Regions from separate parts of the Mus musculus genome. Here all the other regions are linked to region 4. Evidence: chromatin contacts called from public promoter capture Hi-C and targeted proximity ligation data. All regions are on one chromosome and are shown on one strand. The core of a region is the stretch at or near the end of the contact, and the rest is flanking DNA. Distances in the headings are between cores, read along the strand shown.

Region 1 (4,868 bases), core at 336-2,835, 2.9 Mb after region 4:
CAAAATTCCCTTTCAAATTAGGTAGATGACTTATTGACTAATGTAACTGAAATAGGCTTCGGGTAAGACTGGGTCCAAGGTTTCATCATTACCAAATCCCTTACGTTGACCTTACCCTCAACCATAATTTTCTTCTACAAAGGTCAATACAGTTTGGGGTTATATTTTAGCAACCAGCAAGCAACCTCACTGTTTAAAAATGTGCCGTGTCTGTGGTTCCATAATTCCGCAAACATTCCATTAGTGGCAGTCATGGTTTCAGAACAATGTATGTTGTGTTCTCCTATTGATCATATCTAGTCCATTGACCCTACCCTTGTTGCGGGTTAGATAAGACCTGCACCCATCCAAATCACAATGGATAAAACTGAAGTGCTTCCACTCCAAACCAAGAGAGACATCTGATGGGCAAAAAGGAAACAAGATAAAATGGTCTATCTGTCCAGCGTGCTTCTGCTATGGTTATTAGTTGCAATTTCACTCCACTGTATGTCCTATCAGCACCTTTGGCCATTTTATTCCCTTCTACGCTCAGGAAATCATGAATTTTCAACTCAAGTAAACACAGCTTTTTCACAACAAGAGGAAGAAGGAAGCAGAAAGAGACTGAGTTTTTATGAAATAATCAGAATGGCAAGGAGAAGAACAATAGAGCCTCAGTTTCTCTCCAGGAATCAGGTGGGCACCTTGCGCTGGTATGATGTAGCAAGTCTGCTCTATAGGTACCACCCAGTGTGGAGATGCCCAACAAAATTTCAAGAAGGATGGCTTTGGGCAGTTCTGAGGTTCCCAGGTAGCTATCAAGATCGTCACCTCACCTATTAAAGTCTGACAGCTACATGAATTTGTCTCCTTTCTTGCCGAGCTTTTCTAAGCTGTTATACCTGGAGACCTGAAATGCATCTATTTTATTTATGTCTGTGTTCCCAGTGCCTAGACTGACAAATTGTCCCTTTCGTATTTATTGCTGGGCAAGTGACAGATGTCAAACACTAGCTTTTTTTTGTTGTTGTTGTTTTTTTTCTTCCATTTCAGCAGGGCTTTTAGTCTGGAGTCTTGCATACTACACATGCCTAAGAGACTTTTGTCAGATTTAATTTCTTCAAAAAAAATCATTTTAAAAATCATCTGAATCGTATTTTCTTTTTCTGAGCCTGTGGATGTTTCAGGGAACGTTGTGAACTGAGTACTGCCCGTGTCCAGGTCTTAAAATGCAGATCTTCTAATCTGAACGTGTGGCGTGTTCTCATGTGTTATCTCTCTATGCTACTTTGATTTCAGCACAAGGTCTGCTGAAGCAAGCACCAACGACATTTTAAATAGCTGCTATCCTTCCTCGGATAGGGAACATGTCATTCTTTGCTCTCGAGGGGGGAAAGACTTGCTTCTGCGCACATCCGTTCCCACAGTCTGTTTTCCCCAGAACCTTCCCACCTTGACATCCATCCTCGGCACTGCTAGGTAGGCATCAGGGCTCAGCACCCAGCAGTTTGTCTGCTGCTTGGGAAACCCCAGGAATGTTAATGCTATTGAGCTACTCTGCTCAAATACTCCCAGAGTGAAGGGGAAGCACAGCTCTGGTAGCTAGGCAACCATTACAACCACAGAAGGATCTCCCAAATAAAGAGAGACCGAGAACACACTGGAAACAGGCACAATTGCACTGTTAATTTGCAACTGGTTGGATTGCAGCTTTACTTGGTTTGATAGTCTATTTCTTACTTGAGAAAACCTCACTACTTAGGTCTGTTGATTTCTACATAAACTTCAAGTCTCTTTGATCCTCATTATTCCTGATTTCCAGAGTCCCAGGAAAGAAAATAGAGGGGTAGTTTTTTTTTTTTTACAATGTTGAGCCTCTTAACAGATATTAGGTGCTCAGTAAATATTAATTGAATGACTTAACATGTGGGCACATAGCTTTTAGAGACATATGAAAACGTGGGCATAGACCTAGATGGTGATTTTTAAAGTATGTTGACAAATTCCTTGGTACCTCCATCTTTTTAAGAGATGAAACTTATGTGAGAGATGCCTCCATAACCTGCTCCTAACCCATCAACAAATGTGGCTTAATCATAACGGATCGATATTCCCCCCACCCCGGAGAATCATCTCTGGAACACCATTTCTGCCTCAGTGAAAAAAATCTTCAGTTGACTTTAGTCTCTGTCAGCATCTGATGACATTTACCTAGAAAACCCCAAGCTAAAACCACCCAGCAGATCCACTCTCAAATTCCTGGCCCACATTAAGAAAAAGAAAGAAGATGAATCAAATGCTTGTAATCTTAAGCCACTGTGTTCTTCGTGCCTTGTCACATAGCAATTAAGACAGTAAAGACATCCTTCTTCTTTTTTGGAGACAAGTTAGTTTATGAGTGAACCCCTTAAGAACAAAGGTTCTGTCTTCTTGTTCACCTGACCTGGTGTGTTCAATTAACACTGGGAACAACTAGCTTAAATCTTTACGGATATCTGTATATACTTGTTTCTCACACAAAGAAAGTACAACTCATTAGGCCGTCATCAACGGGAATATTAGACAGGCTGGAGAATTCCTACTAGAATTCCCACTACCCTCCTCCTTACTGAAGCAGGTAGAAATTAGACAGGTTCCCGGGTAGACAGAAAGACAGGGAGAGGCTAAGGAAGAAGCCGGCCATCCTGCTGTGTCTCTTAGTCTCTGTCCTAGTCTCTCAGAGCTACAGCTAAAGGAACTCAAGGCCTTAACCTCTGAAAACTCAGGACAGCTGGCAGAGACCCTGCTTCTCAGCAGACTAGGAATCACAAGATGGTAAGGCATGACAATCCTACTTGGGATCACTTAGAAATTGTCACTGTGGCAACATTGTCAGCCCAACTCAGCTTCACAAACAAACGCTGACCAGGCAGCCTCAGGACCTTTCCGACAGACACTCATCCCGGCCTCGTGTCTCCACTGTCTGCTTCAGGACTGGTTGCATACACATCCTCACATACTGAACAGTGAACCAAGTAGCAAGCCAAGGCAAAGCCCAGAGTTCTTCTAGCAGATAGTGTATGCCTTCTGTATGCTGTGATACATACATACATACAGGTAAAGTGGGATCTAGCTAGGAATGTCACTTATCACCCCTCCTGAGGGAAAGACATTTCTTTAAAGTGTGTTCAACTGCCCAAGGATACCTTTTAAAAAAATTAACCTTAACAAAACACACACTCAACTAAATTCAATGCCCCAGAAATGAAGCAAGTCTGTCTTCTACCCATTGCTTCTGCATCTCCCTGTTAGCATTGACATTAGGTTCATAACAAGCCTCAGGTTCGTCCGTGCTTAGTGATCCTCAGCAGCACTAGGTGCTGTGCTGGGTTCTCCTGGGTGCTATGCTGGGTTATCTATGCCTTTTTACTTATCTTACTTAATTTAATCTAGTAGATCAATGGGCTAGGATGTAGTTCAGTGGTAAAGCATTGATCTAGCATGCATAGAGCTTGAGTTGAGAGAGAGACAGACAGACAGAGAGACAGAGACAGAGGGAGAGGGGACGAGGGAGAGGAAAAGGGAGAAGAAGAGGGAGACTGATTTTGAAACTCAGAAAATTTGACTCATTTAAAACCTGTCTCAAACCCATTCCCAAACCCAGGTCCTTCCAGCTCACTCATGGGAGGCAGCTTTTCAGTATTTGAACACTCTTCGTGTTCTCACCAAGATACTGAGTCTTGGCATTTTTACCATTCATGCTTTCTTAGGTATCAAGCAAGGTTCTAAGATGTGTAGAAGGATTTAATGGCTGGCTAACCTCATTGAGAAGTATTTCCTGGCTTACTGCAAGGCAGTGAAGACTTGTAGTTGCAATCTTTGCTCAGCATGAGACAATCTGATTTATCGCATGACCCGGAATAGTTCCAGCATAAGCAGCCAACATCGCACCAAGTCATATTTTCTAAAATATTGAAAATAGTTTCAGGTTCCCCATAACTCAGGTTTTCCCTTCAGAAATGTTTGAAGGAGCGAACACAAGTAATGCAGTGTTTAAGAGGGAGAGCCTACATGAAGATGGAAAAAGAGACCAGTGTGAACAACTCTGTCTTGCCCAGTTTCTCCATTCCCATTCCACCTTAACCCAACAGGGAGGGAAGAGAAAGAGGTGTAAGGGGAGAGTGGGGGAGGGGAGGGTGCCCACAAACAGCTTGCTGCTGGACAATGCTGCCATCTGCTGGCGACAATTGGAATTTCACCACACAATCCTGCCAGTCTTTCCATTGATCAACCCGCAATGATATAATCTTAAATACCCATAAATTGCCTTTAAATCGCCTCCAAGCCAGTCTAGTGTTGTCATACTTGCGGTCACAACTGGTGCTCCACATCTGGTCTTGGAACTGTCTTCAATAATCCAGTTAAAAAGAGGCAAATTAATAGTAGAAATCAGAAAAAGAACATTTGTTCCATGTAGCTTCACTGAGAAAAGGAACAAAGAAACCAAGCAGAGCCCCCAAGTCTGCCTTTGAGACCCTAAAGTGAGGGTTTATTTAGCTTACTGGTTACAGTCCGTCGTCAGGAAAGCCAAGGTAGGAATTCAAGGCAAGAGTCTGAAGGCAAAAACCTAAGCAGAGACCGAGGAGGAATGATGCTCACTGGCTTCCAGCCCCTGGCTTGCTCACCTACCTTTCTTATACAACCAAGGACTACCTGCTCAGAAGTAGCCCTGCCCACAGTGGGATAAGCCCTCCTACCTCAATTAGCAATCAAGAAAATGTTCAACATATGCCTACAGGCCAGTCTGATGGAGGCAGGTTGTCAATCGAAGTTGCCTCTTTCCGGGTATGTCAAGTTGGCAAGCAAGACTAACCAGCACACTCCTTTCTAAGCGCTTTGCTTTTAAA
Region 2 (4,420 bases), core at 401-2,900, 2.9 Mb after region 4:
CAGGGAACACAGGGAGTCACCCCACAGAGACAGTGGCTACAACATGCCATCCCTTTCAGGGTTAGAACCTGTGTTAATTAACACCTTGCACATAAATTAAGCTAAATGTTGGATAGCCAACATATCCTGCTCTCAGAGGAAGAAGCCAAGGCTCTAGGGAAGTAAAAGAATTTCCCTGGGGCATAGCTAGACACGAAGTCAGGGCCTCCAGATCTATGTGTAGTCATCTGTGGTCTTTGTGCCTGAGGGAAGCATCGAACATGTAAGAAGCCTGCTTCAAGACCAAAACCAACTAAGGAGAAAGGAGTCAACTGAGGGAGCTGGGAAACAGCTGGGTGAAGACTCTGAGCTGTAAAAGGGAGTACACATTTGAGGACGGGAAGAGAGAGAAACATGTCATGTCCGACTGGAGCTCAGAGGGGGCTCCAACATGTTGTCACCTCAGGAAGGGCCAAAGAGATGTGGAACTCCAGTCTTTGGTGGGGGAGGGGGGCATGGTCCTGAAAAAATCTTACCAAAGTGTATTAGAATCCTTGAAATGTACATTTTTGAGCAGTCAGCATAGAGTAGTACTGCTTTATCTGTGAGAGGTATTCTAAGCGATACTTTTGGGGGGGTGGATATTTTCTTTACTTACATCTCAAATGTTTTCCGCTTTCCAGGTCTCCTCTTCGGAAATCTCCTATCCCATCCCCCTAGCCCCTGCCTCTATGAGGACGCTCCCCCACCCACCCACTCCTGTCCTCCCGCCCTGGCATTTCCCTACACTGGGCCACCTAACACCCTCAGACCCAAGGGCCTCTCCTCCCACTGATGTCCAACAAGGCCATCCTCTGCCACATAGGTGGCCAGCGCCATGGGTGGCTCCATGTGTACTCTTTGGTTGGTGGTCCAGTCCCCGGGAGCTCCGGGGTGGGAGGGGGGTTGGCCTTAAACCCAAGAAAGTTCCAGACAAAACAGGCTAAGGCAGTCCTTCTGGTTAGCTTTCCATCTGTGTCAGCCTCTAAGCTACCTGAGCCTGAGGCAAACATCCTTCCTTCTTCAGGTGTCCCTAATAAGGAGGTAAGAGTGTAAGCCAGGCAGGCTTTAGGAAGAAATTTAAATGAAAACACCCACAGCAGACCACCTGGCTCCCAGAAGTCACTCAGGGAGGGGCCGCTATTACTAAGGTGCCATGAAAAAGGAGAAAAATAGGAGTTTTCTCACCACCCCTTCAATATGGTCTTCGGAATTCTCCCCGAAATGACTCTCCTAGGACCCTGGTTTGCAGCCAGCTGTTAGGGATCGCCATAAACAGCATAGCTTTAACAAGCCGAAGCAGCCCTGTGCTGTGCGGCACAGTGAAGCCCCAGCTTCACTGCTTAGAAGTTCCCATAACTCAAGTCTCTCATACTCTAGGCAAGCTTCACCAATGACACACTGTGTGTCTCACGGAGACTTGGCCCGGGAACAGAAGTGAAGCCAACTGAGTTTCTTTACCACTGACTGCCCTTGAAAGTTTTAACCTGTCCTGCTTTGTCCCAGACTGGACCTACAGCTCTCGCCCAAGCATCCCTACCGCGTTCCCCAGGAAGTGAAAGGGGTCCTGGATTGCTAACCTCCCCTCGCGCGCCGGCTCCAACGGCCCCCTCCACCACCACCACCACCACCACCACCACCACCACCACCACCACCCCCACCGTGAGCTCTATAGACACTGCTTTAATTTTCAGAAGTAACTGATGCAAAACTTCACAACTTTATTATAAACAGGAAAAAAAAACGTAAGTCCCACACAACCCCCGCCTCTCTCCCTGTTCTTTCTCTCCTTCTCCCTCCCTCATTTCCTCCCTCTCTCTCCCTTCAAAGTTCTGCATTACTCTATGCACGTTCCTCCCAAGGTTCATGCTCTGTCAGGACCCATTATCTCTTCTTTGTAATAACCTATGTACCATTATCCTGAACTCAGAACAACTCTGGCAAAGCAGAAATAATGCATCATCCACTAACATGGAAAATATCAAGGGTACAGATCGAAACAAAGCATTCTCAAAAGAGGGAGCTCAAACAGCTGAGGAGGACTTAAAGAAATGGTCCACATCCTTAGTCATCCCAAAAATGCAAATCAAAACGGCTTGAAGAATTCATCTTGCACCCATCAGGATGTCTAAGATCAAGGAGACAAATGTCAGCTATGCTGGCAAGGATGTGGGGTAAGGGAAACACTGATCCATCGGTGAAAACTTGTAGAGTCACTATGGAAATCAGCATGGCTGTTCCTCAAGACGATGAGAATCAATTTACTTCAAGACCTAGCTATACCATTATTCTTGGGGATATACCCAAAGGATGCTTCATCCCATCCCAGAGACACTGATCAGCTCTGCTCATTGCTACTCTATTCATAATAACAGAAATTGGAAACAACCTAGATACCTAGAAGAGATAATGGGTCCTGATACACTCCATGAGAGAGAACCCATACTGGACACTGGTTAGGTGACCAAGAACCTGAGATTAGATAGGCCAGGGACCTAAGGTAAAACCAAACATCACTTTTCTAAGAGGAAGGAAGGAAGGGAGGGAGGGAGGGAGGGAGGGAGGGAGGGAGGGAGGGAGGGGAAGAAGGGGAAAGGGAAGAAGGGAAAGGGGAAGGGGAAGGGAAGGGAAGGAGAAAGCAGTAGCAATAAAATGGCTACAACTGACATTCTGCCATACCCATAGATCAGCACGTTGCTCAGTCCACATTGGAGAAGCTTCCTCCTGCACTAGATGGGAACAAATATAAAAACCCAAGCCAGATATTATATGGAGTGAGAGATTCTGGAACACTCAGCTCTAAAGAGGGTATCTCTGTCAAATCCCTCTCCTCAGTGCTCAGGGACTTCTGCAGAAGAGGGGCAGAAAGAATGTAAGAGCCAGAGGGAATGAGAAACACTAAGAAATCAAGACCTTCAACAGGATCACACATATGACCTCAGAGACTGAGGCAGCATGCGCAGGGCCTGCACAGGGCCTAGATGGAGTCCTAGAGCTAAAGCACAAATCCCACATCCTAACAAACACCTCATCCTGACCCAGAAGCAACCTCCAATTGGTAGGCAGTTACAAATGAAAAATAAGTTTTCTCCAAAGGGAAGCAAGCTACTCCTAAGAGTAGGTCGCATGCCCAGCAGTAAATAAACAATGAATTCAGTGGTGTCTTTGAAGGTCCTAGTCTCATAATGCCATGTCAGGGAATTGTTTTTATTTTATCTTATTTTTTCTAATCTTATTTAATTTATAGTTTTCATCACTTTTTAACCCTATAGGTCATAGAAAAATAGATGATGGATAGGTATTTCAGATATATATAAATTGTGTGTGTGTGTGTGTGTGTGTGTGTGTGTGTGTGTGTGTGTGTGTACATTAAACCAGTTTAGTGTTTTATGGGATTTCTGAGTGTGCCAACAAGTGGGTCTTTGCATGTATGTCCCTTGTACCTTTACTTGGGCTATTTTATTTGTTCATTTAGTCCTTCTCTGATTATCTTAATTATCTTTGTTTTATTAGTCCTTTGAAACCTGTTCATTTTGTAATGAGAGACAGAAAGGGGGTGGATCCAAATAGAAGGGGAAGTAAAGAGGAACTGGGAGGAGTAGAGGGGGGAGAAACCATATTCAGGATATATTACATGAGAAAAAAATCTATTTTTAACAGAAGGGAAAGTTTATGATATATTATTTATATATATATTTATTTGAGATAACTCATTTAGTCTTACAAACCTATAAAATACATTGTTACCAGAATTATTTAAATAAATTTACTAAGAACATTTAAAAGGGGGAAAAGCTAGCCTGCTCTTGGTCATGTGGTAAGAAAGGACTCTCTATTCCTAACCTTTTCTTTAAAAAAAAAAAAAAAGGTTAACTTTTTAACCTGCCTAACTGCTAATGAGTATAGTCTTATTTTTGGAGGGATGAAAACCATTCTCAAATTAATTGTGATGTTTGAACATCTCTGTCAAGTACACTAAAAACCACTCAATTGTGTGTTATAAATGAGTGAGTTACAGAAGTTACAAAGTATATTACAATAAATTTTTATTTTTGTTATTTCATAATTTGTTTTCCAGTCCAGGTCTCACTGTGCAGTTCTGGAAGGCCTGAAACTCTTTGTAAATTAGAATGATCTTGAACTCACAGAGAGTCACCTGCCTCTGCCTGCCTCTGCCTCCGGAGTGCTAGAATTTCAATAAATTTTTCAAAAAGAGAAAGAACACAGGAGTCTGCCCTGGAATGTGGGTTTGACTCCTGGCTGTGCAACCTGGCGTACATTAACGTACATTTTCCATGACCCCTCCCCTTCTCTGTGAGTCCAGTGCTTCCTCTGCAAATTGGGTTAAAGCAACATCTCCTACAAACGGGCAGTTGGGAAGAATTATTTTTAAAGTAATTTA
Region 3 (4,796 bases), core at 1,144-3,643, 2.0 Mb before region 4:
CAAAGAAAGACAGATGTCCAAACTTTGAAGTGTTTTAGCTTATAAAGGGGAGACATTAAACCGCCAAATTGTTTCCTATAGATTTACCTCTCTTTGTTTTTTCCTGAACAAATACATTTAAATGACCAACGGCTTCCTCAAATAATTTAGATCCTTAAGTTTTATTGATGCTAATGACCTCCATGGACTTGAGGTTTTAGGTCCTTCCAAGGATAGCTAAAACCATCTTAGATTTTAAAACACTGTCTTCATTAGAAAATCTAACACTCCTACCCAATACCCTGCTGGTATGTGCAAAATAGATAAAATTTAGCAAGTCAGGTATTGATATTGTAAAACGTGCATTTCAATAACTGCTATAAAATTATATTCAAAGGATCCTCCAATCTTATACCATGTTGACAATGTAGAATTTCCAAGACCTCGCTTTAGAAAAGGGAAAATGACGTTTACAGCCTCACCTGAGCGACACAAACTGACTTTCTAAGATACGCCTGTCTATATTGTTTTCAAAGAGAACTTTTTCAGAATTTGAGTCTTTTTAAGCCACACATAGACTAAAGGTATGCTAGTTTTCGGTTATGATTTTCTGTAATGTTGTGATTTACTAACTGAATTGATTGGAATACTGCATTTTCCTGAAAAAGTGTTGTGGGTAAGCAATGCCTGAAATTATCCATTACTTTATAGTGGCTCACAATCCCCTAAACTGGGGAGAAAAAAAAAATCAGAGTAGTAAAGGATACAACCAATAAAAAGTCTCTTAAGTTGTAAAGGTAATCTAATATCAGGCAAGAGCTTGCTTTCCTCCCGTGCACAGGCCAAATGCAACCTTTCAAGATGCCTGAAAGCCACGTTCCGAATCAGTGCTGAAGTGTTCTATACTTCAGAACTTACAGAATGTTTACATAATACTTTATATTACCAACTTCAACTATTTAAAAACTTCCTAACACATCCAAATGTCACATAAAGAGTAGCTGTGTTTTTGTGTATACAACAGAATTTACATAGCAAGAAAAAAAAAACTTTAAAGACTGAATCCATTGTAGTCTTTGCATCTTTTCAATGCCTTTTCACATACACTCAAATTCTGACCTACCACATTCCGCACTTGTTTTAAAAATATCCTATCTTAACGTGTCTGTTTAAAAATAGCTTTCCTTTCATCCTTTCCCAATTATTTTTAAGTAGAAGTGTGCTTTTCATTTTCAAGTCACAGATTTCTTAGCCCCAACCACCCAAAAACTCACTTCATTCTTTCAAACTCCAAGGAAACAAACTCTGGAGTTCAATTTGAATCTCCAGACTTCCAGTACACACTCAGTTGCTGGCTCGATACAATCTTTCCTTGGGCCATTTCACAACCAAATGTGAGAAGCAATATAACAAACCAAGAGCATCTTGGGAGGGGACATCCACACACCTTCAAGAAAGTTTCCGGCTGCCTGCCCAGTTCCTGGCACTTTCTTAGACCAGGCAGGGCATGCCACCTGCATGGGTACACGGTCTCAGGAAGACACCAAAGGCTTAGGGAATGGAGGGCTGGAGAGAGGAGGCACAGGACAAACCAAAACACAACCCTGAGAGGCAGCTGACATTTCAGGATGAAGCTCCGAAATTCCACGGCCAGGGAGGCACCAGCCAAGCTCGGCCCTAACTACCTGGCACGATCCGCTCGTGTCCTGTCTTGGGGACACTCGGAAGGTGGAAAGTTTCCCCTTTCGGCCGTGCCAGGAGCGGGGCAGAGTGTGGGGAGGCGACAGGGGTCTGAGAAGTAGGTCTTCCCAGGCGGCCCCACCCGCTTACCTTGTGCGATGGCAATGGACTCGAAGCGGTGCAGCTCTTTGAGCAAGCAGCTCCTCTCCGTGGAGTGCAGGCTGTAGATGAAGTCGCGCGCGCCCTGCGCCGTGTTCAGCGCCTCCATGGGCTCCTTCTTGGGGTGTGTGCCCAGAAGCCGGGGACCGCCGGGAACCCCGAGCGCCAGCAGTCCCCGGCCGCAGCAGCACCAGGACGGCAGGCGGGGCGCGGCGGCAGGGCCGGGCCTCAGGCTGCGCGCCGTCCGGCTCCCCAGCAGCGGCAGCAGCCGGGACATGGCGCTGGAGCGCGACCCCCGCAGCGGTCCCAAGGGAAGACGGCTTCGGGGCGCAGCTGGACAGAGGCTCAGGAGCTGGGCTCAGCCCGGCCCCGCCCCGGGTCCTCCTGACGCGCGGCCCGGGCGCCCGACACCATGCACTCGGCGGGCCCGCGCGGCGACCGCCTCCCAGCCGTGCCCGCTCCGCTTCCCGCAGGCCGTGAGCCCGGGAAAACTTTCTGCGCCGCGGCCGGGCCGGGAGCTCGGAGCGGGCGGGCGGTGCGGGCGGGCGGGCGCCTCCCGGATGAGGAGCGGCGGCGCGGGCGAGCTCGGCGAGCGTGTCTGATCTTCCAGAGGGATGAGTCACCGCGCGCCGCCCTCCTCCGGCGCCGCCCTCCGCCGCCGACCGCTTTCCCACCCTCTGGCCTCACGCCGGCCTCACTCGGTAGGGCTGCTGCGCCCTCAAAGCAACCGCGCCGTGACAATCAGGCCCGAGCCGCAGCCGCCACCCCTAGCGGCGGAGCCCGGGATAGGAGGGCGGGGCGGCAGGGACTGGGCGGGGACTGGGCGGGGCCACGCAGGCGCATAGCCGCTTGGGAGGGAGCTCATCCTGGAGTCTCCACCCACTCCTTTGCGTGGCAAGGAAAGGAAGGGGTGCTTACCCCGTCAGACGGCATCCGCCTGTGTTAAATGCACGGCAGAGAGCAGCAAAATAGAGTTCAGGGCTGGATGCCCGGCGGGGTGGTGCAGCTCCCGCACTGCTCTCCGAAGCACCGTCCTAAATCTGGAGTTCGGACGGCCCTGGAGGAGCAGCCGGATGGATAAGAGCCTCGTGGGGTCACCGCACCCAGCCCAGGCCTGCGGGACATGAAGCACAAAGAGCCGCACCCTTCGCCAAGCCAGAGAGTGCCCACCGAGGCCAGACAGTGCGGCGCTGAAACGCCCTCTCTGGCAGCACCCTGGGGAAGGCGGCAGGGCCGGCTCAACCCGTCCCAAAAAGAGGAGGGTGTGAGGCTGAGACTTAAGATTTGGGGAGGAGAATACTCTTCCCTGACCCGACAGCTGTTTACTTGGAGATTGTCAACTCTGGAGCCAGGGCGAGAATGTCATAAACCTTTATCGAATGGTCTCTGGGGATTTATGTCCCTCTTTTGGTGCCACGCGGAGGAGAGACTCATCCCTCTTGCCCAGATCCTAGATATTTGCAAGGCCAGGGTCAAATGTCACCTCCTTCATGAAACGTTCCCTTCTTTGTAAGGAAGATCACTGCTTTATCTGAACCTATCTGAGGACACTTAGGCACCCTATCTTAGAAAAATAAATCTGCTTAGACGATAAATCTACTCAAGTGTAATCAAGATCCAAATCCCCTCCTTATCGTAACCACTGCTGCAGCTCAGAACCTTGCATGAAGTGAATGTGCTATAAGCACGTAAGACAGCACAGCCAGTCCCACAGCTGTGGTTTTGAACTTGCAAATGCAATGAACCTCAGACCAAAAGTACTTGGAAAAAAAAGATGTATCTGCAGACTTTCTCATTATTCCGTTAATGGAACAGTGTAACAACTATTTCCGTGCACCTACACTGTATTGGTTATTATAAGTAATCCAGAGATGATTTAAAGTATGTCGGAGAGTCCAATCAGCTGTACTTTTATAAACCCTTCAGTTAAAATTAATGTCCTCAAGAGTGAACGGGAGGGGGGACGGGGGGGGGGAGGCTAACTGGGGGGGGGGGGGAGACCCTCCCCTAGAGTGGGTGGCACCTTCTGCCGGGTGGCCTAGAGAAGAAGAGGACTCCTCGAAACTCTGAAATTCCCATATTGCTTCTTTACACTGCCTTCAATTCTTACCAGAGAACGTGTCCACCTTTGTTCCTACTGCTGCCCTCCACTGACACCACTGTTCCCTTCTACAGCCTTCTGAGCTGGAATGACAACCAGAAACCCTTCAGGACTCTTCCAAGTCCCAAGCACCAGATTTGGACTGTGGCCAAATCCAGCTTCATGTACAGTGTGTGTGTGTGTGTTGTGGGAGCGGGGGGGGGGGGGGGGGGGAGGGTCCTGCAAGCTCTACAGCAGCAGGGAAATGAACTACCAGAGCCTCAGCTCAGCCAGCAGTCAGCTGGTGCTGATTCAGACTTCTGGAGTCTGACACCAGACCAGTTTATTTTAGACTTATTTAAATAAAGTACAATTTTGGAAAAGTTTCTTGGTAACAATTATCCCAATCCCACCTGCACAATAAAGCTTAAAGCTACACTGAAACTAATGTGTAAAGTTCATGTGACCTCGACCATGAAGATGGGCTGTTTAGCTTAAGGGCCTAGGATCTGGTGTGCTTTTGGTCATACAGATAGAACAAAGGTTACCAGGTTATGAAGTGCACATGACACCTCCTCTAAGGATGGGTTCTATTGACTGAGAAACAAAGAGAGGTCTAGGGAGAAAGAATCTAGGATAGCCCTATAGATAGCAAAGATCTCCAGGCTATTAACAACATACATTCTCAGCCTTCTTGGTGGAAAACATATACATTTTCTCCACTGAGGAGACAACGCTGTGTGATTAACATTCCTACTTTCTCCAGTGCTTATCTGTGATTACCGGTGCCCTCTACAGTACTGAGTGGCTTCTGGGTTCTCCACCTTTGCAGCATACAGATGCCATTGTTGGAACACACACACACACACACACACACACACACACACACGGTTCCGTT
Region 4 (4,599 bases), core at 659-3,158:
GAGTGTGGCTGCGCTGAGCCGAGAGCTGAATCTGCAAACGGTAGGGCTGCTTGCCGATGCGCAGCTCGCCACCGATCTTGAACTCGCGTTTGCCATAGCGGCACCAGGCCGCAAAGCTCTCGGAGTTGCGCCAGCTGAGCTCGCGCTCCTTGGCGCCCACGTGGGCCAGCGCGTTGCGCACTACAGCGCTAGGGCTCAGTGGCTTGTAGCGATACAGATCGTTGACCACGCGGCCGCGCCGGCCCTGGCTCGCATCGGTCAGGAAGCTGTTGCTCACCTCCAGCCGGTGCAAATGCACCACCTGGAAATTGCCCACGTAGACAGCCCAGTGCGGGTATTGAGCCTGCGATACAAACTCCACCAGGTCACCCGGACTGCACTTGTTGAGCAAGTTCTCCGGTGTGTAGGTGCTCAGAGCCGCCGATCCTGGCGCGAAGCTTTTCTGATAGATGCACTCATCACGATAAAACACCGAGCATTCCACCTCGTGCTGCCGCGGGTCGTAGGGCTGCGGCGGGGGCAGGGGAGGCCGATCCCCGGAGTCGGACAAAGCTCCGCCATCAAGCCCCTGGGGCGGTGGCTGAGGTTCCACATCCTCGTCGTCATTGGAGAAAATATAAGAGACTCCGATGCGGGGCCCATCGTCTCGATCCACGCCGGTCGGGTCGGCCGTGGGAACTTCCTTATAACTTAGGTGGGTCAGTTTTTCCACCTGGTTGCCCATTACGCTGTGGACTCTCGTTCACAAGACTTCAAGAGGAGAAAGCGAAACCACCGTCAGAGTCATTGGCACTGGTGCCCGGGCAGGGGCTAAAGCCACCTGTTGGAAGAGAAGACGAGGGAGATGTTTGTAGGTGCCACTCCAGAAAAAGACGTTTGTTTCTTGAAAAAGAACCGGTAGGGGCCCGAGCACCTGGAGCCATTTTAGGAGAAGTCTGGGGGACGTGCTTCCTCGCGTTTCTACACCACTAAGGTCACGATCACTGGAGACATGGCCACTCCAGCTTTCCCCTTCCTCCAGCTATCACCTGGACCCAGCCAAAGCCATTGCATCAGCAGCTCCGACAGCTTCCGCCCGCGCCCTACCTGCCAACCCTGGGCAGGAGTGGGGGAGGGAAGGAAATAGAAACTTTATTCCAATTTCCTTCTCTTTCCTAACTTCCCCTCCCACTCCGGATCCTAACTAGCCCTTTGACGTCCTTCAATGTCTGCACCCCCAAGAACCTGCTAGGCTACCTTGGCGTGGAGGTGGCAGGTGAGCCTCCGGACTAGACTCACCTGCCGCAAGTCACTGCGGCTCGTCGGCCCCTCCCCCGCGCGCCTGCCCTGGGGTTCAGATTACCTGCGCGGACTCTCTCCCCGAGAGGTAGAAGCCCTAGGGGACCGGGAGGGGCACCCTGCCGCACCCGAGACTTCTAGGGCGAGTTCGCAGGTGTGGGCTCCGCAGTGCCTCCTCTCCCAGCGCAGACCAAGGCGAAGCTGGGCTTCGGGGAAGGACGCATTTCTCCCTCGCCGCCCCCCGCGGTTGTGTAGAGCCCCAAGACTTGAAGATGGGGGGCAATGCCTGTTCACGATCGTTGCTGCACGACCCCTCACGCAGATTTCCAGGAAGGTGGGGCACGAGGAGGGAAGCCGAAGGAGCTAGCTGGGTTTCCCGGGGGCCGCAGCTCCCGCTCGGGCTAGGCGAGCAACAAGCGCCGGAGCGGGAGGGACGGGATTGTAGATCCGGCTCGGGGCTCCCGGGCGGGAGTGCAGCCCGTGGCATTTAAAGAGACAGACGTGGCTCTGAGAGCTCCGGTCTTTCCTGTACCCAGCTTAGTCCCTCGGAGCCCCGCCCCCGCCCCGCCCACTAGGGCTGCTCCGCCCTTCCAGGACCGTGCCCCCTCCGTAGCGGGTTTAAATCGGGCTGGTAAATAGTGTACCTCCCACGGGAGCAGGCTTCCTCTACCGCCCTGAGCCCCCTTGCCTTTCTGTTATGCTGAGTTGGGGTTCTGAGAAGTTGGAAGCAAGACGCCACCTGCCAGTATAGAAATGCAAGTGGTGAAATGTTGGTCTTTCTTCCTCTTCTCCTTCCATTTCTTCTTAGATGGAGTATCTAAAGAAAGAGAGACAGACTTTTCTTATCAGAACGTTTTTATAACCTAAAGTAGTCTGTGCTGCAACAGTTCAAGAAACACATCAGCTAAAACCTGTTTCCAGAGCAAGTAATAATTTTGGATAGTAAATAATAATAATAATAATAATTCAGAAAGAGGAAGCAGTATAATACAGGACTTAGTTGACTAGCTCCTCAAATCCCTAATGACTGTTAGGTGTCCCTCCAAGTAAACTCAACATTAACTTCACAGCCTTCTTTGTTTTAGATTTCTTTTCTAGTTGTGAGAGAAAGCATGCAGAAATGGGATGGGGGTGTAGAGTTGCTTAATTGTCCTTAAATTAAAAACAAATTAGCAGAGACTCCTGGTGAATATATTTCCTTCCTCCTGAGGGAAGTGACAGCCTTGTTGGTTATTAACCTCCTCAAGAGGACACTTTCTTCCCTGCTGGGGTCATTTCTCTACCCCAGACCTAAACTACTAAAGTGATTTTTGTTGCTGCTGCTACTACTGCTCCTCCTCCTCCTTCCCCTTCCCCTTCCTCTCCCCTCCTACCCCTCCTCTCCCCCTCCCCCTCCTCTTCCTTCTTCTTTCCTCCTCCTTCTCCTCTCCCCTCCTTCTTCTAAATAGTGGGTCAGAACAGAAATAGACAATCTTAGGAAGCACCCTAGCCAGTTAACAGTGCAATTCAAGACCTGCACCTTGTTTTCCATCGACTGAATTTTTCCAAGTAACATTATTTATTCATTCTGTGCATACCAACCAGTGGAAACAGGAATATACTAACACTACTATGATCCTTTTTAGTTTGAAAGCAGAAACAAAAATCAATCTACTTATGTACCTTTAAGCCAAAACAATCAATATTGTCAAGGCTCTGATGGAAGTTAGTCCTTCAGCAAGCCTAAGATCACAGTATAAGCTACACCAAACGAGAGGTCGGTGTGTATCCTAAAGGTTTAATTTCAATATGTTCTGATTGGCTGGAGATATATGAGGTTAGGAGAGTGGTTCCTGGACATTTGAGTAACGTGCTCCAGGAGCCATCACTCCTACCATGTGAGCACAGAGATGAGTGTTACACATAGAATTTGGCTGTTGAGTGGTGAGACCTTCTGCCAGACACTGTGGGCCAGTTTGCCCCTGTATGACACTGGATGGGCTGGGAAGAGGTGGAGTCTGTGGGAAGGGAACAGTTGTACAGTAGGCTGCTGCTTACACCCTGAGTTCAAGTCCTAAAGGCTGAGAAAGCAGTACTTCTTTGACTCTCTCTTATTATCTCAGCAGTTGCTCAGTTATTCAATTGGCCAATGATAAAGTCCCAGAGGGAGCAGACATCACATCATCTTATCTAGTACTCACTCAGTTAATAAGTGTTTAGTAGATGCTGGAGGGGAAGTTTTCCATAGACCAAAAATCACTCACACACACACACACACACACACACACACACACACACACACAGAGAGAGAGAGAGAGAGAGAGAGAGAGAGAGAGAGAGAGAGAGAAATGACTTCCTGGTTTTATGAAGCAATCAGCAAGTAAGCATGTGATACCTTTGATAGCCATTGTCTGGTGCAGATTTTTTTTTTAATTAATGAATGTCAAGGGCTCAACCTCCGTCTGGCCACATGGAGCACTGGGTCAGAGGTTATACAATGTCTCTAAAAAGGCTTTGTTCATCTCAAATAATTAGTGAATGAAAGTTGAGCTTACCAGTTTTAGTAGAAAAAAATCTAAGACTATAAACCCAATAGTCCCATTACCTAGGATGGTAAGCATTGAAGGGCTGGAGCTGGTGGCTCTGGCTCTGAGGCTGCTCTGAGTGACAGCTTTTCAAAGGTGTGCTCTACAATTGCTTCCCCTCCTGTCCTGTCATCTCACTTAAGGAGGTCCCCCTCCTGGCCCTAGGAGTCTCTCTGCTAACCCCCTTTCCATCCAACAGACATGTATTTCACACCTTATCACTTGATTATGTATAATGTAGCTCATGACTATATGCTATTTCCCACTGTTTTCTAATTCATATATTGACTATTTATGTATTTCTTCTTTGTGGTGCAGAGGACAGAACCTGGGCTGTTGTACATGATAGGTAAGCTTTCTATTGTTTTCTCCCTTTCACATGTTTTGAGATACTGTCACACTAAGTTGTCCAGGCTGGCACTGAATTCTTTGTAGCTAGACTTTCAATCCTCCTGCTGCTACTTCCCAAGGACTGTCCCCAGGTCAACTGCTAATTCAAATATTTAATATTCTTTCTTTTATTTCTATTTTTAATTGATTTTGTTATTATTTTTAACTTATTAATTTTAAGAGAACTTCATTCAAAATCTGTTCCTAGAAGACATATTAGACATGTGCCCATCATAGCATGCATTCATTCTACAAGTTAGCATCATAGCATGCGTTCATTCTATGAGCCCAGCATATACCTTGCTAGATACTCCTGTCCTCCAAGAGCTCAGTTACAGTTGAGGACACAGACTAATAGAGTCTTTAG

Evidence for each region. Promoter capture Hi-C pulls out the DNA fragments that hold promoters and counts their contacts.
Region 1: a targeted proximity ligation map of large pre-B cells shows a contact between it and region 4, with 8 times the contacts expected there. A contact is called at or near these places in 7 of 130 datasets of targeted methods (astrocytes, bone marrow-derived macrophages, embryonic forebrain and 4 more).
Region 2: a contact with region 4 is called in a targeted proximity ligation map of pro-B cells, with 7 times the contacts expected there. A contact is called at or near these places in 5 of 39 promoter capture datasets (cranial neural crest, embryonic stem cells, hippocampal neurons and 2 more), 1 of 484 Hi-C or Micro-C datasets (the N1E-115 cell line) and 8 of 130 datasets of targeted methods (the 230-238 cell line, acute myeloid leukemia, embryonic limb bud and 3 more).
Region 3: a contact with region 4 is called in a promoter capture Hi-C map of pre-B cells, with 8 times the contacts expected there. A contact is called at or near these places in 2 of 39 promoter capture datasets (the C10 cell line and pre-B cells) and 1 of 484 Hi-C or Micro-C datasets (CD4 T cells).

Annotation. Positions count from the first base shown.
Region 1 is chr15:63,767,591-63,772,458 of GRCm38.p6, forward strand. No RefSeq gene overlaps it. Among named protein-coding and RNA genes, the nearest start is that of Gm41336, 29 kb to the left of the region's middle.
Region 2 is chr15:63,716,698-63,721,117 of GRCm38.p6, forward strand. 4930449C09Rik (RIKEN cDNA 4930449C09 gene) reads left to right here and starts at 1,651. Exons shown (of 4, transcript NR_166778.1): 1 at 1,651-1,763.
Region 3 is chr15:58,821,034-58,825,829 of GRCm38.p6, forward strand. Tmem65 (transmembrane protein 65) reads right to left here and starts at 2,394. Exons shown (of 7, transcript NM_175212.4): 1 at 1,810-2,394. The coding sequence starts at 2,095.
Region 4 is chr15:60,823,172-60,827,770 of GRCm38.p6, forward strand. It overlaps Lratd2 (LRAT domain containing 1), which reads right to left and starts at 1,909. Exons shown (of 2, transcript NM_001162926.1): 1 at 1,343-1,909; 2 at 1-820. The coding sequence starts at 724. 9930014A18Rik (RIKEN cDNA 9930014A18 gene) reads left to right here. Exons shown (of 3, transcript NR_030696.1): 1 at 1-1,612; 2 at 4,161-4,191.